Linked DNA regions of Mus musculus: region 2 is linked to region 1. Evidence: chromatin contacts called from public HiChIP or PLAC-seq data. All regions are on one chromosome and are shown on one strand. Each heading gives the region's core, a stretch centred on a gene start, on an enhancer-like site or on the middle of the called end of the contact. The rest is flanking DNA. Distances are from core to core; before and after follow the strand shown.

Region 1 (6,478 bases), core at 2,135-4,634:
ACAAAGTCGCAGGTTAAAGGGCTTTACAGACTTCTTACAGGCTTGTTTCTGCTTTGTGAACCTTGCTCTGAGATGAAGAGCAGTAGGGCCTTTGGATCTTTATCTTCACAATGAGGGTGATGTCTAGACCTTTTGTCTTAGCCTTCTAAAGCAATTGAAGCAGAGGAAGAACTAGGCAGCACTGAAGTGCGTTGGCCTACGTAAAGGACTAGGATCTCCACGAATACTCTACTTGGTGGCATCAGTCTTGGGTACATCCAAAGATGAAGGCATCAGGTACTTCCTCTGCCCTAGATGAAAAGGGAATGTTAGAATAGAGGGACCCCAGATATAAAAAGTATCAGAGAAATTGGACAGCTGGGAGCACAGGAAGGATGGGAGAGATACAGGTGGAGAGAACTCAGGGTATATCTGTACATGGGATCGCCAGCATGGGCTTACGATGCCAGAGAAGTTGGAGGATTGGAGGCAGATCAGTCAAACCTAGCCTGGGTCTCCTTGGACAGGGCCATAGGTGTCTCTCTGCCTCAGTGTCCTGTCAGCAAAGGCACTGATGCCGTGTCTCCTGCCTTACATTTGTCAGCTTGTAGAACTGAAAAGGCATTCCCTCATCAGTCACCTCTGTCTGGTCTCAGTGCGGGCCAGCTCCAGGAGAGGTGCCAGAGTGGAAGAGTGGTTGTACTGTGGTCTACCCTGCAGATGGTATTGGGCAAGACTTAAGCCGAGGCTCTGACATCTGGTATTGAATGGCACTTGCGATGTATTTAGGCAGGTGTCTGGTTTGACTCAGTTGTGAAGGCCTGTTTGTGCATCCGCATGTATGATTTATTTGATATTTGAAAGTAATTTATAATCAAGATTCTTTGAATCCTTCTCTGGGCCTGCGTCATTGCTTCCTGGAAGTGTTTGTGGAGGGCGTGGGGTCCCTTCAGTACTGGTTTATACTCTCTTGTTATTCCTGCTGGAAGGACCCTTGGGTGTCTTAGACCACAAAGTCTACCTCCTTATTGAGTTATATGTGCTATTGGGCTACTCCAGAGTGTTGGTGAAGGCTACTAACAGGAGCTTTGATGGTCTCAAAAGCAACTGGAGAGTCTGCCCAGCATGGGTGATGGCTTTCCCAAAGCTGCACAGATGGATGGATGCCGTCACATTTGTTGTCCCCAGGCTATTTGCCATAGCCTCTCCCTAAAATCAGATCTGATGAAGATGGAGACAGTTCGATTTAGAGTGTAGGCTGAATAACCCCCAGTAATGAAATCCTGTTATATCTGCCTTGTTTCACGTATCATAATGTTTTCCTTCTTGTTGGAACATGTGTCAGAATACCCTTTCTCCTTAGGGCTGAGGAATATTCCAATGTGGAACACACTTTGACTTTGCTAACCTGTTGATCCATTGGTGAACACTTGTGTTGCTCCCGTCTTCCGTCTCTTGTGAGAAACGCTGCTGTGAACCTTGGTGTGCAAACACCTGTTGGGCCTCTTAATTTTTAATAATTTTGACTCTACGCCCACTAGTGGAATTGCTGGGTCATGTAGTAGTCAAATATTTAATTTTTGAGGAACTGTCATCCTGCTTTGCACGGTGGCTTGTACCATGCCACACTGCTGACAAGACGTGCGCGAGGCTTCCTTCTGCTCTTTTGTATTGTTACCAACACTTGCTACCTTCTAGTGTTAATCGTAGAAATACTGGTTGTGGCGCTGCCTCTCTGGCTTTGTGGACTTCCATGTAACTGTGATGAGGCTGGGATGGACAGAATGAGAGGGAAGAGAAAGAGACCTCCCAGGGTCTTCCTCGCTACCCTTCTCAGATGAATGCCCCTTGGTTGCACTTGGTTCTCATGTGTAGCTTTCAGAAGGTCGTGTGGCCCTATGCACAAGCTAATAGGAGGCAGTGAGCAGAGTAGCTGGATGCAATCTCAGGCTACTTCTGCATTGGAAAGAGTCCACCAAATGTGGGGCAAGTCTGGGCCTAGACAGCTGTATATCGATATGGAGCTTATTTTGCCTGTGGCTTTCTTGCTGTTGCTTTGGTTGCCTTCTGCCTTGTTGTTTGCCTGTTGGTAGGGGCTTTGGGGAGTTAACAAGACAAATAGGCATAATCCCCATTGTAAGTGAAATAAATGTTATACTTTTCACATAGCATTATTAAATGTCCGGGAATATGAAGGAATAAGGAAATGGTGTTTTCTTCTACCTTGGTGAGGATGAGAGGCATCCAGGTGTAAGACTATAGGCCTTCGTGACTCTGTTTCTGTACTTATATTGTTTTTTCAGTGTGTGACTCTGAGGGGTAGCACCCCTCCTCTCTGCCATGCAACCCCAATAGTGGGACAATTTCAGAGCCTTTTCTTGATGGATTCCTTGGAATGGGGGCAACATTTTGTGGGATGTCTCTGTATTTGCAGTTTCCTCTCAGGAACTGACACTTGATCTGGGCATATGGAATGCATCAACTTGAAGATATGGCTACATAAACGGAAGAATGTGCATAAGGAGAATATTTAAAATAATAACACACTTTTCATATTCATGTCTCTTCATTGAAAGAAGGTAGTCTTCCTTTGTGTCCCGAGGCACTCTGTGTGGGGATCTGGAGCAGTTCTTATTAATAGCTATTGCTCTATGGGTAGAACTTCCAGACATGCAATCTCATTAAGTATTCTTGTTCATCCTGCAAAGAATGCGTTGCTAATTCTATTTTTCAGAGCAATTGACTGAGGCCCAGAGAAATGTCTATTTATTTGGTACTTTATAGACTCAGGAGCCTGGGTGTATGTTGTGTGACAAAACTTTCCCTGGGGAGATGCCACACGTACAGCTACTCACCCCAGATAGGGAACGTACAACAGACACAGTACGTGTACCACTAAAGCCTGTTTTCAGCCACCTTTCTATCTTGTTCACCTTCAGGCCACATAGTTTTATTCTGTAGAGTCACTGCTGCAAATGCCTATCTGTGTGTGGCCTTTGTCGAGAGCCTTGGCTTCAGGCAGCACAAAGTCACCAGGAGTTCATGAAGATGGGAATCCCTGCTCCTTTCTGTGATAGCAGGCAGATACTTGCTAGGCAGGCTAGGCCCCCTCTAGAGGAACTTTCAGCAGTGGGACAGGAGTTGGGCACTAGTTTGGCTGTGGTAATTTTGGTGATATCTGTAATTTATAAAACAAAATCAGACTTGTCCTTCCTCACCGAAGAATCAATGTATGACATTTGGGAAATGCAAAACAACCAACCAACCAAACAAACAAACAAAGTGAAAGTGTGAACTCTCAGGTATTCTGTCAGGGTTTTGCCAAGCTGCTGTGACACTGTCCCCAGGTACTAGTTACCCCAAGGACTTCCTGTTTGTCCAGCATGATGTTTGCCCCCGGTCAGAGCCAATTACATCGCTTAACGAGAGAGTCTGCAATGTTGACTTTCAGTAGGCTCACTCTGAGCTCACTGAATTTATGGGTGCTGTCAGCAAGTGGTGTTGTGAACAGCAGAAATGGTGCCTCCCTTGCCTCCATGCTGGGGAAGAAGACGTGGAGGGGTAGTTTACCATCATCATGGTTTGCCCTCAGTGATGGGAGCCGTGATTTAGCTGCATGCATGCAAGAGTTTTCCTCCTTTTATGCCTGCCGATGCTGGCCACCAAAGATAACGTAGCACTATGATTAGTGTCTAGTGGGGAAGGTTAACCTTAGTCTGGAGCAGATGGCTCTTTCCTCAGTAGGACTCTCTCTCTATGGAGGTTCCTTTTCCTCTGTCACCTTCTTGACTTGCCACACTGCAGAGAAGAGGTTTCCGTGCTGGTCTGAGAAGGTGCGGGTGCTGTCAGCAGGGCCACCTTCTGGTTACTGTGGCCGTGGAGAGGCTTGGGTTCTCTACCTGCCTGTCCCCTTGCCTTTGGTGGGTCATCAGAGGAAGGTGCGCTATTTAAGGCAGCAGCTGATCTGCTGAGTTGGTGAGATGCTGCAGATGTCCTTGCCCCTCGCTGCCCCTTATTGGTGGAACAGATGCGACAGCTCTGGGCACGGGACTGCTCTTCGCATCCCTTCTGTTCTGGAAAGGTGAGGAAGAGCTGGAACGCTGCTGGACTGTGTTCAAGCAGCTCAGTTGCTCTGCTCCACGGCAGACACACTCAAGGGAGAAAGCTTTCATGTCGACCGCCCCTCCCAGCCTGAGGGACAATATCAGGTTTCTATCAGCCCATTGAGGAGAATTGTTCCACACTTAGTTTTTTGAGTGTCAGACAGGTAAAGATAGCCGTGGCCTCACTGTCTATCAGAGCTGAGAATCCTTACGCTTTGGTAGGTCTTTTTGCAGGCAGTGGTTAGTTCAAGAAAAGCCGCCCGTCTATCACATCCAGACCCATTCTTGGTCGCTCCCCTTCCCTGCTTAGAAACCAAGTGCTTCCTTATTCTCTTTCTTTCCTCATACCCCAGGCTTCACCGTGTGCTCTGCTCTGAGTGCACAGTAGTACCGCCCAATGTGATACTCTGTGTCTATTTAGATGGAGATTAATTGAAATGAAATAGAAATTAAAATGTGCTTCCTCCATTGTCCCAGAGACGTTTCATGTGCTCTACAGACACATTTGACGGACAGCCACTATATTGGATAGTTCAAAATGACATCCCATTTTCACTACTGTAAATGTGATGATTGGGATGGGGAGTAGTGGCTCATGCCTGTAATCCCAGCATCTGGGCAGCCCGGACAGGAGAATGGCCTTTTGTTTGAGATCATCTTGGGCTATCGAGTGAGTTTGAGGCTCATCCAGGTCTGTAGAGTGAGTCTCTGTCTCAGAAAACAAAAATCCAAACCCAAATAACAACAACAGAGCTGTAGTGCATAGCACGATGCTGTAAGCCGATGTGTCTTGAGCAGCTGTGGTGACTTTAGGAAGAAAGGATACAGGATACAGGAATGGAAGGACGTTAGCTGGAAGAGTTGGGGCAGGAGGCCATAGGTGTCTTGTAGGAATGACATCTGAAGAGCGTTGCAGAACAGGTCAAGGGATCTGCATTTGGTAGGAAGCTGGGGACGTCACAGCCTCCAATGCCCCTGGGGTTAGGAAACTGTTGGCAGGGCCTGGAAGCACTGTACCAGTGAGCAGATTCCTGCCCTGTCTGGTTTTGTTTTGTTTTGTTTTGTTTTGGGTCTTAGTTGTGCAGTCTTAAAGGTGCATTAGGAATTCTGGCTTTCGGACAACTGAGACTGAGGTCTTTGTCTCTGGTAGGAAGGCAGTAGGAAGAAGCTGGAAGAGCATCCATGCCAGTGTCTGCCTGTCACTCCATGCCACAGGGTGACCCTGTAAGGCCTGCTGGATTCATCTGTGGATATGATCCTCTAAGCTGTTGACAGATAGTCTTGGCTGGCTCAAGACCAGGAGACAACAAGGTCCTCTTGCTTTCCAGTCACCAGGTGTGCGCTGGCTCAGGCCAGGACACCTTCAATTTCACTACACTTCTATGGGTCCCTTGTCACCCATGAGGGCTTGATAGATGCAGAATACAGGTAGATGGCTGCAAAGGTTTTTGGTGACCCCTGACCCAAAAGGAGGCCATTGCTGTGCACTTAGGGACTTGAGTGACAAGGACTGCAGCAGGACAGCCATTGCAGCCTTCTCCTTCCTGGGGCAAGCTGCCTTCTGATCTGCCAGTCACTTAGGCATTCTTCAGGAGTCACCAGCTCTATTTCTGGCAGAAGTCACATGACCACAGGAGGAGGCTATGATGTTGAAGTCCATATCTTTTCCATGTCTGTGGCTCATTAGAGATCCCTTTATGTTGCCCAGGGAGCTGAGCATCTTTACCTAAGGGTAGTGTGGAGGAGGGAGGTGGCAAGAATACTGGATCCTACTGGTTAGGTTCTGTGTCCTTGGATAGACAGATATTTTTTTTATATTTCTAATTAATTTATTCTTGCATATATTGCATCTTGACCACAGTTTTCCCCCCTCTTCTCCTCCTGGACACACCCTTCTCACCTTCCCCTTCCCATCCACTCCTCCCCCATTTCCTTTTAGAAAAGGCCAGGCCACCCAGGGATCTCAATCAATTATGGCATCTCAAGTTGTAATAAGACTGGGCACTTCCCTCATAGTAAGGCTGGATGAGGCAACCCAGTGGGAGGAAAAGCGTCTCAAAAGCAAGCAAAGGCATCAGAGACAGCTCCCCACCCCCACTCCCACTGTTGGGAGTTCTACAGAAACACTAAACCACACAAGAACAGCATATCTACAGAGGGCTGAGGTCAGACACAAACAGGTGGCCTGCTTGTTGGTTCAGACTCAGTGAGCCCCTGTGAGTCCAGTTTGCTGATTCTGTGGGTTTTCTTGTGGTGTCCTTGTCCCTTTTAGCTCCTACAATCCTCCCTCCCTTCTTCCATAGGATTCGCTGAGCTCTGCCTAATGTTTGACTCTGGGTCTCTGCATCTGTTACGATCAGTCGCTGAGTGGAGCCTCTGTGGTGGTGATTATTCCA
Region 2 (6,478 bases), core at 1,448-3,947, 43 kb before region 1:
AAAGACAACACTTGTAGCCAGGGTCAAAGCTCTCAGGGAGAGAAGCAGGTGGCTACCCCCCCCCAAACCTCCCCCCACAACCCTGCATCCCAATTCTAAATGGTCTTTGGTGGGTGGAGAATTTGTTACCTTGCAAAAGAACACCCAGGGCTGGCTTCCAAAGTTAGAAAGTGAGACATGGGCGTGCTTTGAAGACCAAATACTTAGGAAACACTTTTTTTTTTTTTTTTTGGAAAGAAAAGAACACACTAACAGCAGAAAAGAGGAGAGAAAAATGAAACGAAAGCAGCAGGGAGATAGTATTTGCCTACTTACAGGAAAGTTAGGCTGTCAATCAAACAAGGGACCCCAGCACGCCAAGGTTTGGTTCTCCATCCCAGACTATTTTGTGAAGTGTATTCTCTAGTCAGCTCTTGCAGCTCTACCCCCCCGCCCCCCGTGTCACCCTTGGCCACCCTGCTCAGCAGAGAGCAAGATAAATACAAGAAAATGAATTTGGTGTCAGGTTCTCCCTGACGAGGTCCCAGTTGGGTGTCCCTGGCCAGGGAGCACTTGTGTCAGTCTCTCCCATCTATAAAATAGAGACAATAATTCCTACCTTATGATGTAGCAGCGTGGAGCCAGTGAGGCAACGCCTGTAGAGTATTGCTCCATGGTTGGCACAGAGTTATGTGACAATATGAGCCATCACTCTTCTTGTGCCACAGGGTGCAATGGGACTGCAGACCAATTTTATTATTGGCTTATACAATCAGTCACACTTGCCCTTGAGATACAATCCAACAAGCTCCCCAAATGGGACTGTGTAATTTCTAATTTTCTTTCTCACACTGGAGGTTGCAAGTTGAGTAATCACAGACCAGGATGGCAAAGACACACCCCTTAGAGCAGCAACAAACAATTAGATCACCATTAAGTTTAATTTAGGGAAAATGAGGAGTTGGTAAGGTTTTGGGTCTCAAGCAGTGACCAGGGAGGCATCTTGAGATGATGCAGCGAATGGTACTTCTGGGGACATTCCTTCATTCCTTCATTCACTCACTCAGCATGAATGTATTAGGTACCCACTACCTACCAGATGTTGCTCCAAGAAACGCAGTGAGAAAACAGTACTAGGAGTCTTTGCTGGGGGTAGGCAGGTCGCAGTGTTTACTCAGGGTAAGACTAAGAACAGGGGAAAGAGGTTTGTGTGTGCAGGGTGTGAGTGCAGGCGAGGGGATCATTTCTGGAGGAACAGCGAGGAGGAACAGCAGTTGGAAAGTGTGTGATGGACGTCGTCCCTAGCTGTTCCTGCAGTCCTTGTAGGATACTGTCACTGTCACTAAAATGACAGAGGCCACTGGAGGGTCTGGGTTAGACGCACCCTTTGAAGTGGATTGTTCCAACCGAACGAACCCGAGGAGAGGAGGGTAAATAGAGAACCAGCTACTGCAGAGCGCCAGAGGTAGAACTTTGGCTCAGCCATGGAAGGTGGCAGCAGAGAAAGCCAGGGAAGGTTACACTGCCTTGTTCTGTCTGAGGTGAATTCCGAGATATACTGATGTGAAGCGGTGGAGGAGATCAAGTCAAGGTGTCTCCAGGGTTCTTCAGCTGAGTTGGGGGAAGGCTGTGTGAGAAGCAGGCCTGGACATATAAGGTTTGATTCTCAAGTGGAGAGGGCAGGTTGGCTGGCCTATGGGTGAGAAGGAAGGTCTAAACTGGAGATTTGCAGCTGACACTTAGCCGTGCTTAAAGCCACGTAGATGATAGGGTCTTTTAGGGAACCTGGAGACAGGGCGTGAAGTCTTCTAAGGGTTGATATTTAGATCTGGTTTCCCAGTGGTAGGCCCTTCTAGAATGGGCTCACCAGCCCCATCTAGAGGGTCGTGCGTGCAGGAGGTGCCATACATATTACTGTGACAGCGAGAGTCAGGGAGAAGTGTTTCATAGCTCCCCGCCAGGGTGGCAGAATTAAGAGAAGTAGGTAAGGAGACACTGGCAGAACACGTGCTCGCCTGACCCCAAGGAGAGAGCAAACCTGGCTGTGTTAATGTTCTCAGACATCTGGGCACCACTGCTGCCTTGCCCACAAGGCTCCGCCTCTTGGGCTCTCTCTCTCCCCGCCCATCTGCCCATCCTTGCCTGTGTGTGTCACTTCTACAACCGCTCTGATTGTAATCGATCAACAGAATCACGGCTCATTTTGCTGTTTCGTCCGGTCGATGTGAAAGGGGCCGGGAGTTGGGCACATTGTAGTTCGTGTTGCCGGGATTCCCCTCCCAGGCCTTGCTAGCGTGGCGCCCCCCCCCACCCCCCCAGGGACGCGCGGTGGCCGCGGGGCCTCGGGAGGGTGGAGGTCTTGCAGCCGGGCTCTCGGAGGTGTGTCCGCTCCTGGGCTCGTTCCCCGCCGTCGCGAAGCCAGGGGGTTCTCGCGTGGCGGCGCCGCTCCACTCGGGCTCCGGTCCCCGCCGCGCGCCGCCGCCACATCTGGAAGCGTTCAGCTCGTCTGCTCCGGCGCGCCGGGCGGGCGGGCGGGCGGGCGGGCGCGGGCAGGGGCGGGCGCGGGCGCGGCGGGGCTGGAGGGAGGAGGGAGGCCGCGCCGCGCTCTCGCGCCCGGTGTCTCCCTCTCGCTGCCTCTGCAGAAACAGCTCCCTGCCAGAACGGCGCTCGGCGCGGCGCGGCCCGGAGCGGCGGCGGCAGTGGCGGCGGCGGCGGCGACGCTTCCCGCGGGCTCGCCCTCAGGTGTTCGCGGCTGCCGTCGCCGAAGATCGCGGGTCGGGGCCTCGCGGCGATCGCCCTGGGCGGGCCGGAGACGCCTCGGGCCCCCTGGCGGCTCGGGGTCCACCCGGCGCCGCGGGCCCGCCGCTTTCCCTCGCCTCGCCTTTGCGCCTCTTCTCGCTCTGCCTCTCCATTTATTATTCTTATCATTTTTATTTTCAAATGGTGTAGCCGCCAGAGGTGCGGTGCTAAATTCTTGGAAGGGGCCCGGATGTACTGAGGATGCATTACAATCTCACGAAAGGAGGCGGTAGTGGAAAGCAGCAGTTTTTGGTGTTTGGTGCAATAATGGGGATCAGGTAATCACCCGAAGGGAGCAAGAACCACTGCGGATCCACGGGTTCCTGGATTTGCGCGAGAGCCGCCGGCCTCGGAGGAGGGATCCATCCCGAGCCGCTCGCGGCTGTTGCTGCATTTCTTCCTCTTTGTGGCTTCTCCTTTCCAAGCAGTTTTTGGCCAATGGTCAATGAAAACACGAGGATGTACGTTCCAGAGGAAAACCACCAAGGTAAGCGGGACCCCAGCGCCTCGCCGGGCTCGCCCGCGCTGCCCACGGCGGGTCCCGGTGGAGCGGCCCTCGCCGCGTGCCTCGCGAGGGGCGCCAACCCCGCGCGCGGGAGCCCGCGGGAGCCGGCCGAGCCGCCGTGCGAGCCGGAGCGGAAAATTCCCGCCCCTCCCCCTCCGCGGCCGGGCTTCTTCGGAGCATGTGGTTCCCATGAAATCCCGAGCGAGGGGGAAAGTTCCCCAAGTGTCGGCGCTGCCTGCATTTCTCGCCTTTGCCTCGAAAGCCGGCCGGCCAGTCTGGCCACGGCGAGCCGAGGAGCCGCTGCTTCGGGGTCCCTTGCTTTGCTGGGGCGCGGCAGGGAACGCGCGCTCTCGCGCGCACCCCTACGGAGACCAGCCCCGCGCCGGTGGCCCCCCAGGCTGCCCCACGTCCACTCTTCCCGACGCCACTTCCTCGGGCAGTGCGCTCCGGGTCGCGGGTGGGGGTGGGGGCGGGGGCTGCAGCTGTGCGTCTCAGCGCGCCTCCTCTCTCCAGGCTCTCAGGCTCTTCGGCTTCTCAACACCGCCCACCTCTCCACTGCCATTGACCCCGAGCGAGCCCACGCCGGGTGCCGGGTGTGTTACTGTTAGCACCCCAGTGTGGACTCGCACCTGAGGATGGAAAGCGGTTAGAAGCCTCAGTGATGTGTGGGCTTTGCTTTTCCATGTTTTCAGGGAATCATGAAAGGGTGTGACTAGCTCTGAGGCTCCATACTTAGTGTTCTCTAAGCATCTCCATCCTGGGCATCAAGTGTCATCAGCTCCCCTCTAATGGTGAATGGCTTTCGGGTAGCTCCCCACTTCTTGGAAACTTTCTCCCTCTCCTCCCCAGTCCCCATCGACAAGTTATTATTTTTGACATTGCTTAGTGGTTAAGGTGATCAAGCTGAAGTGTCTTGCAGTCCCAAGATGCCCTTTCTACGGGCTCTCTGCCCCGTTGCTTGACTGTTCCCTTTCTCTTTCGCCTTCAGCAGCTACCGTTGCTCTTCCACATTGTGTCTTTCCTTGCCTTGCCAGGGTACTTCTTAGTGACTCTCCAGAGCCTTGCCTTGTGGAAGTAATCTCCAGGCCTGATACTGGTACCCAGCCCCTTCTTCCTTTTACCCTTTTGTCACCATTTGGGGAAAGGGCTATTGCCTTTGCAGATTAAGGCTGCCGGGGAGCTGGCTTTACAGCTGGTCTTCTTTCATCTGGAAGCAGCTGGCTTTCTGCTTTCTGTCTTGGGTGGCAGCATTGGGATTTTGTCCTCCTTAAGAAGAAAGACTTGTCCAGGGTCATGGGTACTAGGTCTTTTTATGCCATACGGGCAGCCTGGATTACCTGCCCTTATCCTGCCTCTGTCCTCAAATCCCTTTCCTAGCTGATGGAGTTATGGTTGGTTCAGGAGGAGGAGAGATGAGACATAGAGGAAAGGGTGATATTTTTGTAGAGTGGGGGTGGGCTAGCTTTTTCAGGTTCTGCCCATGCCCTCAGTCTAAGCAAGTTGGCAGAGGAGAACCCAGCAGTATTGTCCCATCTGTCACTACCCAGGGCAAGACATCTTTGTAAAACAGGTATGCCCATAGTTGGCATGGTCTCCTAGTAGTGTAGGGTAAAGCCCTTCTTAGCTTACTTTCTTACTCTGCTTCTTTTCTCTTGCTACTTTGCTTCTCGATGGCATCCCTAAGCCCCTTGCAGGGAGCAGGCATTCAATGCAGGAGCAATAGCCCTACAGGTTCTGGAGAACGATGTAGGGGGAAGAGGAGGCAGCGGTGGCCAGGAACTCTATACCTTTCCAGCAGAGAGCCAGCAGACACTCTAGAACCTGGATGGTCCTCTCCCTCAGAGCTGCAGTGGTTACATAATTCACAGGAGCACTTTCGCCTCCATCCCTAGATGCGGTTCTTAGGTAAAAGAGCGCCAGGGTCCTTGTCCCCCTCTGCCTCCCACCTTCTTGCTCTTGATTGGCTAGGCTTCTTTTGAGGGAGGGTTGGGGAAGGTGGCAGAGGTGGGAAGGACAGACCTGGAGGAGTGTGAATATTTACAAGAAGTGGCTGGCTTAGTAACTCCGTGGCGGAGGAAACATAGTTGGGGGCTAGAGTTTCAGAAGGCAGGTCTTTGAGAAGAGGAGCCAAGGGATGACCTCAGAACAGCAACAGTGACCAATCAGAGTGGAGAACCAAATAAGTTGCCAGGTGGCTGTTTTCTTCTCTCCTGACTGGCTTGCAAGAACCGAATGCACCTCCTTCTCACCGATTTTCAGTGGTGTATGTGCACCTGTGAGCTGAGGGGCGGACTGTGGAAATCCGAGGCCAGCACCGTGAGACAGCCTAGAAGCTGAGGGAAGGAAGGGCTCTGTTCTCAGGCTTCAGGCTGGAGGTTATATTCGTGCAAGCTGTGCCTCACTTCTGTTACCCTCTCTGGTCCTATTCCAGCCTTCTACTTTTCTGGGTTGATTATCCAGTATAGGCTCCAGCTAGCAAGTGAAATTTCTTAATAGTCAACCATTTAACACAAAAACCCCAGAATGTCCCCTAACTGCCAGAGACAAGGCAGAGGGGAGGGGAAAACACAGTGTGCTTTTTCTTTAAACTATTCAGCCATAGGGGGGGGGGATGGCAATTATCATTTAAAATATGGTAATAATACAATGATCACAGCTAACTCTTTTCAAAGGGTCCGAGAGCCGCCCCTCAGCCTGTGCAGCTTATGAGAAGGCTTCTTGACATCGGCTTCTCCATCTCTGCAAGTTGCAGGGAGGAAGCTGGAGAAAGGAGGCTTTTTTTTTTCATACCAAATGCTGTTCCTGGGAATGGCTGGGTGCTTTTCCACCAACACACTGTAAGGGAATCACTGGTTATTTTCTTCCATAGAACACATGTAATGATGATTAATCCATAGAACACATGTAATGATGATTAAACGTGTGCACACCCAGAGAATTAGGGGAGCCTCTGGAAGCAGATCACATAGGACTTAATACACCTCACCCCGGGTGTTATGCAAAGGAATGTTGACTATACACTCTCCTAAAATGGTGTGTGTGTGTGTGTGTGTGTGTGTATGTGTATTAATCTCCTATTAAGTAGAGACTCATTCTGTTACAGTATATGCCACAAGAACAACAGTGCTTTGTCAACACAGTGGTAAGCCAGTACCCCTGCCCCAGCTATCTTTTAGAGTCTTGGAAAAGATTTAG

What was found. HiChIP or PLAC-seq counts read pairs in DNA pulled down with a chosen protein or histone mark.
Region 2: a contact with region 1 is called in an H3K4me3 HiChIP or PLAC-seq map of the SCID.adh cell line, with 26 read pairs. The contact joins the promoter of Cacna1c here to the enhancer-like site in region 1. A contact is called at or near these places in 1 of 15 datasets of contacts at CTCF or cohesin (the NIH/3T3 cell line), 4 of 484 Hi-C or Micro-C datasets (the HL-1 cell line, the P5424 cell line, Sertoli cells and 1 more) and 2 of 115 datasets of contacts at active chromatin or transcription factors (the SCID.adh cell line and cardiomyocytes).

The regions. Positions count from the first base shown.
Region 1 is chr6:119,062,062-119,068,539 of GRCm38.p6, reverse strand. The region is part of intron 1 of Cacna1c (calcium channel, voltage-dependent, L type, alpha 1C subunit); the gene reads left to right. Among named protein-coding and RNA genes, the nearest start is that of Cacna1c, 43 kb to the left of the region's middle. Within about 2 kb of position 3,384, at least 4 of the 459 cell types and tissues checked have an H3K27ac peak or open chromatin away from gene starts, as enhancers often do. A contact at or near this core is called in the SCID.adh cell line, where this site is marked.
Region 2 is chr6:119,104,714-119,111,191 of GRCm38.p6, reverse strand. Cacna1c (calcium channel, voltage-dependent, L type, alpha 1C subunit) reads left to right here and starts at 2,697. Exons shown (of 47, transcript NM_001159534.2): 1 at 2,697-3,265. The coding sequence starts at 3,217.